2 separate regions of the Pan troglodytes genome follow, and region 2 is linked to region 1. Evidence: chromatin contacts called from public Hi-C data. All regions are on one chromosome and are shown on one strand. Each heading gives the region's core, a stretch centred on a gene start, on an enhancer-like site or on the middle of the called end of the contact. The rest is flanking DNA. Distances are from core to core; before and after follow the strand shown.

Evidence for each region. Hi-C and Micro-C count contacts between places; a contact is called where the count stands out from the background.
Region 2: a Hi-C map of induced pluripotent stem cells shows a contact between it and region 1, with 2.1 times the contacts expected there. The contact joins the enhancer-like site here to the promoter of CENPS in region 1. A contact is called at or near these places in 3 of 7 Hi-C or Micro-C datasets (blood, induced pluripotent stem cells and stem cell-derived neural progenitor cells).

What each region holds. Positions count from the first base shown.
Region 1 is chr1:221,565,258-221,571,281 of NHGRI_mPanTro3-v2.0_pri, forward strand. It overlaps CENPS (centromere protein S), which reads right to left and starts at 2,955. Exons shown (of 5, transcript NM_001204892.2): 1 at 2,489-2,955. The coding sequence starts at 2,539.
Region 2 is chr1:221,607,068-221,613,091 of NHGRI_mPanTro3-v2.0_pri, forward strand. No RefSeq gene overlaps it. Among named protein-coding and RNA genes, the nearest start is that of PGD, 11 kb to the left of the region's middle. Within about 2 kb of position 3,419, at least 11 of the 24 cell types and tissues checked have an H3K27ac peak or open chromatin away from gene starts, as enhancers often do. A contact at or near this core is called in induced pluripotent stem cells and stem cell-derived neural progenitor cells, where this site is marked.

The sequences.
Region 1 (6,024 bases), core at 1,705-4,204:
TGTTCAACGCATAGGCAAGAGGAGGAGGAACTGCCAAAACCCAAGTCCAGGAACTCAGGATAGAGGCCAGACAGATGAGGGCATCTACCTTCCTGAATTTCAGACCTCACAAGACTAGGTAAGCTGAGGCCTCTGGTAGGAGAAGCCAAAGAGCCATCAACCTGGGAGGCACGAAGATCACAGGTGTGATCACTGCACACTACAGCCTCGAACTCCTGGGCTCAAGTGAACCTCCTGCCTCAGCCTCTTGAGTAGCTGGGACTACAGGCCCACAGCACCCTGCCCGGCTCAAGGTCATCTTTTTTAGGTATGGGTGGGGGTCAGGGTACAGGACATGAATTCTTCTGAATGCTCTTGGCTCCAGGAATTTCTCTCAGACCTTCCTCCTCCTCCTCCTCCCCTCCCCCTGGCTGGGCTGGGGGTATCACTGCACTTAGTGGCTAAATCACTAAACTCCTCAAGGGCAGGACCCTGTCAATTTTGTTCACTGCTGCCTACCAAGTGCCAAGAACAGTTGGTTACATGAATGGGGGGAAATCGTCTACAAGCTAATCACAGCTGAGGGGCAAATTTCTCAGCCCATCTTTGCAGCTTCATCAGTAAGCATTTGTTCGTCTATTGAGAGCCAGGCTCTGTTCTAGGGACTAAGAACAGGCCGGGCACAGTGGTTCACACCTGTAATCTCAGCACTTTAGGAGGCCAAGGCGGGCAGATCACTTGAGGTCAGGAGTTCAAAACCAGCCTGGCCAACATGGTGAAACTGTCTCTACTAAACATACAAAATTGGCTGGGCGTGGTGGCAGGGGCCTGTAATCCCAGCTGCTCAGGAGGCTGAGGCAGGAGAATCTCCTGAACCTGGGAGGTGGAGGTTGCAATGAGCCGAGATGGAGCCACTGCACTCCAGCCTGGACAACAAGAGTGAAACTCCGTTTCAAAAAAAACAAAAACCAACCACAAAAAAAACAGGGTAGGCAGGACCAAAGATGACTAAATGCAATGCACCATCCTTAACTGAATCCTGGATGAAGGAAAAAAAGACGGTTAAAAGAAACATCTTTAGGACAAGTGGCGGCACTTGACAATGCACATTCAACAGAGTTTTATCAAAATTAATTGTCCCACTTCCTGAGTGGGACAATTTATTGAAATGATGTAGTAGGAGAATGCCTTTTTTTTTTTTTTTTTTTTTTTTTGAGATGGAGTCTCGCGGAGTCTCGCTCTGTCGCCCAGGCTGGAGGGCAATGGTGCGATCTCGGCTCACTGCAACCTCCGCCTCCCGGGTTCAAGCGATTCCCCTGCCTCAACGTCTCGAGTAGCTGGGATTACAGGCACCCGCCACCACACTCGGCTAATTTTTGTACTTTTAGTTGAGAGGGGGTTTCCATGTTGGCCAGTCTGGTCTCGAACTCCTGACCTCAAGTGATCTGCCCACCTCGGCCTCCCAAAGTGCTGGAATTACAGGCGTGAGCCACCGCGCCCAGCCAATGCCTTGTTTTTGGGAGATGTGTACTAAAGAATTAAAATGTAAAGGCGAAGTGTCAAAATATCTGCAATTAATTCTCCAATCGCGGGGATGGGAGGGAAGCATGGGAGCAAACAGAGCAAAATGCTAACTAGTAGTGAATCAAGGTGACGGGCATCTGGGCATTCTGTACCATGTTCTTGCAACTTTTCTGAAGGTTTGAACTTCTCAAAATACAAGGGGCAGGGTAGACAGCTGCTGCAGTGTAACTTTGTAGAGAGGAAACTCCCGCGTCTGGAGCTCATTCCCGCGTTTCTTCAGTCCGTCCTCTTTAAGGTCGCCACTCCGGGTCTTGCTTTTAAGCCTCTTCACGGCAACGTTCTCAGCCTCTGACGCCCCATATGCCCGGCGCTGATGAAAGGAACGAATGGGATGCCCGCAGCTACCCTGACAAGTGGTTATTCTTATGACGATTTTGCAGAGAAGAAAATTGCATCTGGGCCGAGTCGATACGATCACAGGTTGGCGGGGTAGAGATTCGAACCCACATCTAAGGACGAGCTCTGGGCCTGACTGGTCCGCACCGCGTCCCTGCATCAGTAACGAGGGGTCGACGCCTCCAGGGCCAGCGTTCCAGAGCTCCGGCCCGAACGCCCACCGCGCTACGGGCGTCACCTGGAGTGTCTAATGCCGACGTTGTACCCTCACGAAAACCCCATCTGAGAAGGGGAAACCGAGGATTCATCGCAAAGCCAGAAGGTGGCCTCTCGCCGCCGGACCCCGGCGCCCGCGCGCTCCCCTAGAACCGCTTCCTCCCCAGCCGGCGCAGGCCAGGGTCCAGCCGCGTTGCCGCGGAAACCGCCTCCCAGCACCACCCGCGGCAGTTAAGCCAACGCATGCGCAGCCGCGGGGGGCGCCCGGAGGCGGGGTGCCGATGAGAGGCCGCCGGGGGCTTCCGGGTACTTTTCTGTACGGAAACTCGACGCCGTCCTGCCCCAGCCCAGCCCGACCCCCGTTTTCCTGTACCTGTTGGTAAGAGAATCGCTGCTGCTCCTCGGTCTCCGCCTCCTCCTCCATCACTGCGGGCCGACCCTGGGCAAACGCAGGAGGGCCGAGAAGGGGTGGTGGTGCGCGGCCAGGTCGGATTTTCCCGCCGCGGCGCGGGCGACGGGCCGCGCGGGCGGACAAAGTACGCAGCTCCGCCCTGCCTCGCGCGCCCCCTGGCGGCGCTCTGTTGAGGGGACTCCGCCGTCGGCCTCCCGCCAGCCCCCTGCTCAGCTTGCTCTGCGGAGGTGGCCGGGCGACGCGGGGACATGACCACCGAGGTCACTGCTGCACCCCAGAGCCTGATTCAGCGCCTGGCACAGCGGTGAGCACCACTCTCCGCGAAACACGTGTGCGCATAGGTGCAAAGCGTGTTCCAGTCGGGTGTAGAGGATGCGTAGCCCACGATTTACAGATCATGTAACGCAGTACACATTATCAGGAGCTCCATGCACCTGTACCTCAGGTGTATCTTGCAAAATCGACCATCAACTTTATCATTCTATCACCAACAATAGCGTCACAAAGACTACAATGAGTGAACGCCCCGTGACCTCATTCAGCGAGTGGAACAGGAACTGCGTTGTTGCCATTGGCAGGAGTGTAGTTCTGACACAAGTGTTACTGTTTTTCCTTTATGTTAACGATGAAGTGAGACCATCAAACCCAGTTTTGGTTTGTTTTTATTGTAGTTTTTTGAGAGGCAGGGTCTCGCTCTGCCGCCCAGGCTGGAGTGCAGTGGCACCACCAAGACTCACTGTAACCTCCACCTCCTGGGCTCAGGTGATCCTCCCACTTCAGCCTCCCAAGTAGCTGGGACCACAAGCCTGCATCAGCGCACCTGGCTAATTTTTATTTTTTGTAGAGACCAGGTCTCACTATGTTGCCCAGGCTGGTATCAAACTCCTGGCTTCAAACAATCATCCCACCTCAGCCTCCCAAAGTGCTGGAATTACAGGTGTGAGCCACCATGGCCTGCCTGTATTTCTAGGTTTTTGTTTTATTATTTTTTATTGTCTATATTTCTGTATTCTGCATTTGTCACAAGCAGGTGCTACTTTCAGAACAAAGGAAAGCACATAAAGCCACTCCTTGTCTTCCTTTCCCAGGGACATCCCTCAAGTTCCCTAAGCTTGCCAGGGGCTGAAACCCAGATCAAAGCTCTTTGGAGGAATCAGCCTTCTGAGGACTTTCCTCTGCATCTGCTCAGTGGGTGGCATCTGGAAATGACAGGCACTTCTCGCCTCTGTCCACTGCTCTCTCTGGGCATCCCAGTCTACCTGGACAGTCCTCCTGCCCAAGCAGGGCAAGCCTCTGACGGATTCCCCTAGTGGGCAGCATGGGGCTGGGCAGGGCAGGCCATCCAGAGTGAGCCCAAGCCTGCAGCAGGAGAGAAGGCCGGTCGCTGGTTGGTGAGCAGCCCCACTTTAGAGCACACTGTGGCTGCAAAGCCCAGCTCCCTCCCTCGAGCCTGGTGACCCCAAGCAAGTCACAGGATGTGGCCAAGCTTCATGTCCCTTATTTATCAACTGGGGACAGTAGTTCCAACTTCACAGGGCAGGTGTCAGGTTTTAAACAATTGCCTCACATAAGAGCTAAAGAAATTGTAACAATTCGTCCCAGGAAGTTCCTGTGCTTTGTACCTGTGTGTTCCCTCATTTTAAAGCAGTTGCTTCCCAGGATTAAAGAACAGTATTCCAGTGACATGTGTGCAATACAGAGGCACTTAAGAGCCTCAGAGGCCAGGAGCAGTGGCTCATACCTGTAATTCCTGCACTTTGGGAGGCCGAGGCAGGTAGATCACTTGAGGTGAGGAGTTCGAGACCAGCCTGGCCAACATGATGAAACCCTGTCTCTACCAAAAAATACAAAAATTAGCCAGACATGGTGGCACATGCTTGTAATCCTAGCACTTGGGAGGCTAAGGCAGGAGGATTGCTTGAACCCGGGAGGTGAAGGTTGCAGTGAGCTGAGATCGCACCATAGCACTCCAGCCTGGGCGACAGAGCGAGACTCTGTCTCAAAAAAAAAAAAAGGTCTGAGAAATAGGTCGAGGGCTGAGGTATTCATTACAGAAAATGGAACTGGGTGTGGTGGTTCAAGCCTGTAATCCCAACACTTAGGGAGACCAAAGCAGGAGGATCACTTGAGCCCAGTTCAAGGCTATGGTGAGCCGTGATTGCCCCACTGTTTTCCAGCCAGGGTGACAGAGGGAGACACTGTCTCTAAAAAAAATAAAGAATGAAAAAAGGATATATTAATATTTGGTTGAAACTTACTTGATGAAGCAGTAGCCCTATAATCTGGCCACTAGATGTCAGTGTTGCACTACAGCGTGAAGCAAGGCCAGGGATGCCGGCTGGCAATGTTGCCATGACACTGAGCACTTTGCACTTGTCCTCGCTCTAGGCACTCATTTAATATCTCATCTGCCCTCAAAAGTAGGTGCTGTTAGCCCCATTTTACATGAGGAAACAGGTGAAAGAACTCTGCCCAAGGCTAAACTACTGGGAAGTGATAGAGACCAGATTTGATTATTGGGCTGGTTTCCGAGTTTCCGGTTTATCCACTGCCCTCACCATAAATAAGACAAAGACCTTGGTGGGTTTCTTTAATCCTTTTCATCTGCATTAAGGAGGGTTCCATAAATATTTAGTTCAGCCGGGCGTGGTGGCTCACACCTATAATCCCAGCACTTTGGGAGGCCGAGGCAGGCGGATCACCTGAGGTCAGGAGTTCGAGACCAGCCTCAACATGGAGAAACCCTGTCTCTACTAAAAATACAAAATTAGCCAGGCGTAGTGGTGCATGCCTGTAATCCCAGCTACTCGGGAGGCTGAGGCAGGAGAATCGCTTGAACCTGGGAGGCGGAGGTTTTGCGGTGAGCTGAGATCATGCATTGCACTCCAGCCTGGGCAAACGAGCGAAACTTGAAGGGGTGGGTTGCCCCTCCACACCTGTGGGTGTTTCTCGTTAGGTGGAACGAGAGACTTGGAAAAGAAAAAGACACAGAGACAAAATATAGAGAAAGAAATAAGGGGGCCCAGGGGACCAGCGTTCAGCATATGGAGGATCCCGCCGGCCTGAATTCCCTTAGTATTTATTGATCATTCTTGGGTGTTTCTCGGAGAGGGGGATGTGGCAGGGTCATAGGATAATAGTGGAGAGAAGGTCAGCAGATAAACACGTGAACAAAGGTCTCTGCATCATAGATAAGGTAAAGAATTAAGTGCTGTGCTTTAGATATGTATACACATAAACATCTCAATGCCTTGAAGAGCAGTATTGCTGCCCGCCTGTCCCACCTCCAGCCCTAAGGCGGTTTTCCCCTATCTCAGTAGATGGAACATACAATCGGGTTTTATACTGAGACATTCCATTGCCCAGGGACGGGCAGGAGACAGATGCCTTCCTCTCGTCTCAACTGCAAGAGGCGTTCCTTCCTCTTTTACTAATCCTCCTCAGCACAGACCCTTTACGGGTGTCGGGCTGGGGGACGGTCAGGTCTTTCCCTCCCA
Region 2 (6,024 bases), core at 2,169-4,668, 42 kb after region 1:
CTTTTTCTTTTTCTTTTTTTTTTTGAGATGGAGTTTCACTCTGTCACCCAGGCTGGAGTGCAGTGATGCAATCTCAGCTCACTGCAACCTCCGCCTCCTGGGTTCAAGCAGTTCTCCTGCCTCATCCTCCCAAGTAGCTGGGATTACAGGCATGCACCACCACGCCTGGCTAATTTTTGTATTTTCAGTAGAGACGGGGTTTTGCTGTGTTAGCCAGGCTAGTCTTGAACTCCTGACCTCAGGTGATCTGCCTACCTTGGCCTCCCAAAGTGCTGGGATTACAGGTGTGAGCCATGGTGCCCAGCTCTCCCTTAGCTTTTAATTTCTGTGGGCTTTCTGAAGTCTCATCTGTGTACGTGTCTGGTTTTCCAGCCAGCGAGTGATGTGCTGAGGTCCTGTCTAATCCTTTTGTGGCATTCTCATTTCCAGAGTCTCCTCTTAGATTTCTAGCTACTCTGCTACTTGAGATCTCAGGCTAGTAAGCTGTGGGTTTCTTTCTCAAGAAACGGCTTTCTCAAGCCGTTTATTTCTCAAGAACTTTGCCATTTTTAGCTGATAAAAAAGTACACTTCTTGAGGCCGGGTGCGGTGGCTCACGCCTGTAATCCCAGCACTTTGGGAGGCTGAGGAGGGCGGATCACAAGGTCAGGAGTTCGGGACCAGCCTGACCAAAATGGTGAAACCCCGTCTCTACTAAAAATAGAAAAATTAGCCAGGTATGGTGGCAGGCGCCTGTAGTCCCAGCTACTCGGGAGGCTGAGGCAGGAGAATGGAGTGAACCCGGGAAGCGGAGCTTGCAGTGAGCTGAGATCGCGCCACTGCACTCCATCCTGGGCGACAGAGTGAGACTCCATTTAAAAAAAAAAAAAGGTACACTTCTCGGCCCGGGTCAGTGGCTCACACCTGTAAACCCAGCACTTTGGGAGGCCGATTTAGGAGGCCGAGGTGGAGGATCACCTGAGGTCGGGAGTTTGAGACCAGCCTGACCAACAAGGAGAAACCCCATCTCTACTAAAAATAAAAAATTAGCCGCAGTGGTGCATTCCTGTAATCCCAGCTACTGGGGAGGCTGAGGCAAAAGAATTGCTTGAACCTGGGAGGTAGACGTTGCAGTGAGCCGAGATCGTGCCATTGCACTCCAGCCTGGGCAACAAGAGCAAAACTCCGTCTCAAAAAAAAACGTTCTAGCACTTTTTTTTTCTTTATCTTTTTCTTTTCTTTTGATACTAAGTTTCGCTCTTGTTGCCCAGTCTGGAGGGCAGTGGTGCTATCTTGGCTCACCGCAACCTCCGCCTCCCAGGTTCAAGCGATTCTCCCGTCTCAGCCTCCCAAGTTGCTGGGATTACAGGCATGAGCCACCATGCCTGGCTAATTTTTTTGTATTTTTCGTAGAGACATGGGTTTCACCAGATTGGTCAGGCTGGTCTCGAACTCCTGACCTTAGGTGATCCACCTGCCTAGGCGTCCCAAAGTGCAGGGATTACAGGCGTGAGCCACTCTTTTTATTATTCATTATTATTTTTTGTAGAGACAGGGTCTTGCTTGGTTGCATATGCTGGCCTTGAACTCCTGTCCTCCAGCCAACTTCCCAACTTTGCTTCCCAAAGTGTTGGGAGATTACAGGTGCAAGCTACCGTGCCCAGCCAGTTTTTTCTCAAGAATAAATGCTTCTTAATTTGCCTGCCTTTGGTTGATGTCCAGAACCTTGAAATGTTTTTGGTATATATTTTTTCCAATTTTATGCTTTTTTATTTTTGTAGAGTGCCTTCCCTATTCTCTTCACGCTGCAGCAGCCAGCAGTCCCTCCACAGCACTGTCCTTGTCCTTTTGTCTGTGGTTAAGGCCTTCCTCCAGAGTCCGCCAGAAAGTAGTCAGGGTCTGTGGGCTTTTACTGAAGTCCCTGACCACGGGGCATGCTGCAATAATAGATCCTGTGCTGGGTGCTGCCTCTGCTGGCATTTCTCTTTCACAGGCTGGATTTGGGACCTCAGCCTTACAGGAAATAAGGAGACTGAGGATCAGAAAATGTGGAGAGAAGCCTCAATAGAAAGGACACACAGGCTCACACCTGTAATTCCAGCACTTTGTGAGGCCGAGGCGGGTGGATCACCTGAGGTCAAGAGTTTGAGACCACCAACATGGCAAAACCCCGTCTCTACTAAAAATACAAAAAATTAGCCAGGCGTGTTGGTGGGCGCCTGTAATCCCAGCTACTCGGGAGGCTGAGGTAGGAGAATCACTTGAACCCAGGAGGCAGAGGTTGCAGTGAGCCGAGATCACGCAACTACACTCCAGCCTGGACCACAAGAGTGAAACTCGTCTCAAAAAAAAACCCCCCCAAAATTAGCTGGGCGTGGTGGTGCATCCTGTAGTCCCAGCTACTCAGGAGGCTGAGGCCTAAGAATTGCTTGAACCCAGTGGTAGGGGTGGGGGACAGAGGTTGCAGTGAGCCAAGATCATGCCATTGCACTCCAGCCTGGGCAACAGAATGATGCTCTGTCTCAAAAAAAGGACAAAAGGACTGAGAGCCTCCTCAAACTCCTGCCTTGCTCCAGAGGCTCACAGCAGTCCTCAGGCTGCTTGACGACAGGGATGCCACTGCCTGCCTGTCCTGCTTCCTTCCCAGGGTGGGCACAGCAAAATGAGCTAATGTCCATGAAAGTTCCTTTTAAACTTAAGACTGCTCCACAATTTTCATATTTATTAATATTCTCTAACGTGACAAACTCAGCTCAGGGAAGTTGAACTTCCCAGCTAGTTAGTGGCGGAGGTGAACTTTAACCCAAGTCTACTTACTAGGGCCAAGCCCAGCATTCTTTCCCAATAGGGTTAGCAGGACATAATCATGTATACTCACGGTGACTGTGTTCCCAATGAACCTGGGTATATCTGCATTTTAGAGATGTTTCATTGACTTTCAACGGAAAGCTGGATTTTGGAGAACAAACAGTACTTGCAGAAATTTCACAAGTAGAACTTCACACAATGGCTCCCTTAAAAGAACCTTGGTGACAGGCATCCTTTTCAACTTTGTTGCAGCTGCTTCCTCTTTCTATGGGGCTCAGTTACAAGGAAAGCCTACCATCAGACTTTCTTGCAGGAACAAATTGATTGCTTTAGTCTGAGATTTAGCAAGGGAGAAATTATGCTGAGTCAATGTGACTAATTTAACCAAGTTACTACTGAAGAGACATTTTATGCAAACATATTGCATAAAATCAATATGTATCTAATCATATAGTCATGTTTTCCCTTCTAATAATGTTACATGCTACACAAACTTTCCATTTCCATGTTAAGGTTCTAATCAGCAGTAAAAAATACTGCTTCTCAGAATTGCTGGAAAACTACAGTAAGCTGGCTTGGGAGAGCAGGACTGGAACAAAGGCAAGTCTCCCCCTGGGGATGAACAGAATCAAGCCAGGGCGCGCTAGAGCTGTGTCAGGCTGACTTAGCTTTTTAGTTGTTAGAAACTCAAGTGCTTGGCTTAAAATGCTTAAGAAGGTCAACCCACATTATTATCCACCAGAAAAACTTTCTGGCTTGCCCTAACTCCCCAAATCCCAAATCAAAGCATGAGCACAAGTTCTACAAGAACAGCCCTCTATGCAAACCTCCCAGGGTGGAATCCTTGTTTGATTTACGTAAGAGGGTGTGTAAAGCAACATACCAGTAAGGGCAGATTTGAAAATCCCAGCTCTGACACTCACTCAACTACATAATTCTTGTAGCTGAACTCAAACTGAACTCAAATGACCTGAATATATTTTAGGTGGAAAGAGTACTTTTTTTTTTTTTGAGACGTGGTCTTGCCCTGTTGCCTGGGCTAGGCTGGAACTCCTGGGCTCAGAGGAGCTTGCATGAAATGATGCCTTTCATTTACAGGCACATGCCACTATGCCCAGCTCCTTTTTTTTTTTTTTTTTTTTTTTTTTTTTTTTGAGACAGGGTCTTGCTTTGTTACCCAGGCGCCAGTGGCACCATCATAGCTCACTGCAGTCTCAAACTCCTGGGCTCAAGGGATCCTCCCATCTCAGCTTCCTGAGTAGCTGAGGCTACAGGTGTGTACCACCATGCCCAGTTAATTGTTTTTATTTTTTGTAGAAATGGGGGCTCACTAAGTTGCCCAGGCTGGTTTTGAGCTCTGGCTTCAAGTGATCCTCCTGCCACGGCCTCTCAAAGTGCTGGGATTACAGGTGTAAGCCACCATGCCTGCTCCCCCTGCCTTTTTTTTTTTTTTTTTTTTTTTAAAGAAACAGGTTCTTGCTTTGTTGCCCATGCTGGCCTTGAACTGCTGGACTCAAGCAATCATTCCACGTTAGCTTCCAGAGTAGCAGAAGGAGCAATTCTGAAAAAGCCCAGAGGCTATATATTCTCACCCCAGAGGAGTATGCTTGTGATGTGCTCAGAATAGCTAAAATGGTCTGTGCAGGGACAAGGAGTTCCTAAGGGAAAGTGGAATATCTCCCCATCCAACCACAAGTGGAATAACAAGAAGAACCAGATAGAAAAGCAGCGCACCAGCCCGGGCCCGGCGCGGTGGCCCACACCTGTAATCCCAGCACTTTGGGAGGCCGAGGCGGGCAGATCACAAGGTCAGGAGATCAAGACCATCCTGGCTAACACGGTGAAACCCTGTCTCTACTAAGAAATACAAAAAATTAGCCAGGCGTGGTGGCGGGCGCCTGTAGTCCCAGCTACTCAGGAAGCTGAGGCAGGAGAATGGCGTGAACCCAGGAGGCGGAGCTTGCAGTGAGCCGAGATTGTGCCACTGCACTCCAGCCTGGGCGACGGAGCAAGACTCCGTCTCAAAACAACAACAAAAAAGAAAAGCAGCGCACCAGACTCATGCACGCTTCCATGGGTCACCTGACTTCCCAAACTATCAGCTTTGCAAGAGACATGGGGATTTACTAAGCGTGCAACCCTAGTGAGGATTCAATCCTACATGCTCCTGGGTGAGGTCTAGTTGAGGGCACAACCAGCATAATATGCACTGATTCGGGGATGATCTCCCATTTTAAACTGCAAGTCCAGTTTCAGGAAGACGTGGCCTGACATAAGCCCTAGAGCTGACATTAACTAACTTTTTTTTTTTTTTTGAGACAAAAATCTCGCTCTGTAGCCCAGGCTGGAGTGCAATGGTGTGATCCCGGCTCACTGCAACCTCCGCCTCCCGGGTTCAAGTGATTCTCCAGCCTCAGCCTCCCGAGTAGCTGGGATTACAGGTACCCACCACCATGCCCAGCTAATTTTTGTATTTTTAGTAGAGACAGGGTTTCACCATGTTGGCCAGGCTGGTTTTGAACTCCTGAGCTCAGGTGATCCACCCGCCTCGGCCTCCCAAAGTGGTGGGATTACAGGCATGAGCCACCACGCCCAGCCAGACATTAACTTAAGACTGAAGAGTCCTAGCAATCCAGAGACTTGCAGTGTTCCTATCACTGAGCTGTCGGCAGCACTGTGGATATAAGCCAGGGTGCTCAGTTGGATCTAGGACCTACCTCTCTGCTGTGCACTGGCCCCCAGTCCCTCAGGCCCACTCCACAACTCTCTCCACCTCACTGTCTTCCCCACTGCCAGGTTTTCCCTCCCAGTTCATTTTTTCCAATTAGTACATGCACAAGCTATGCTATTTCCTTTCTTTAAAACAAAAGCCTCTCCTTTACCCCATATCCCCTTCCAGTTACTCCATTTGTCTTTTCCCTTTTACAGAAAAATCTGTGAAAGAATTGTTTGTACTGTTTCACCCTCCTCTCCTCCCACTTCTCCTAGAACCTACTCCAATTAGGCACCACTCAAACAAATGCTCCCCTCACCAATGACCTTGCTAGTGTAGAAGCACTCCTGATGCCTCCCTCCATGAGAAGTGAGCCCCATTACTAGAATGTTCCTGTGAGTCTGGAAGGAGCGGTTAGGCATAGACTGCCTGGCCACTTCCTCCCTCTCTCTCAGAACCTCGGCTGCCTTCAGGGGACATATGCCCTGCGTTCCTCTTAACTTCTGCTACTCAAAGAGTGATCCC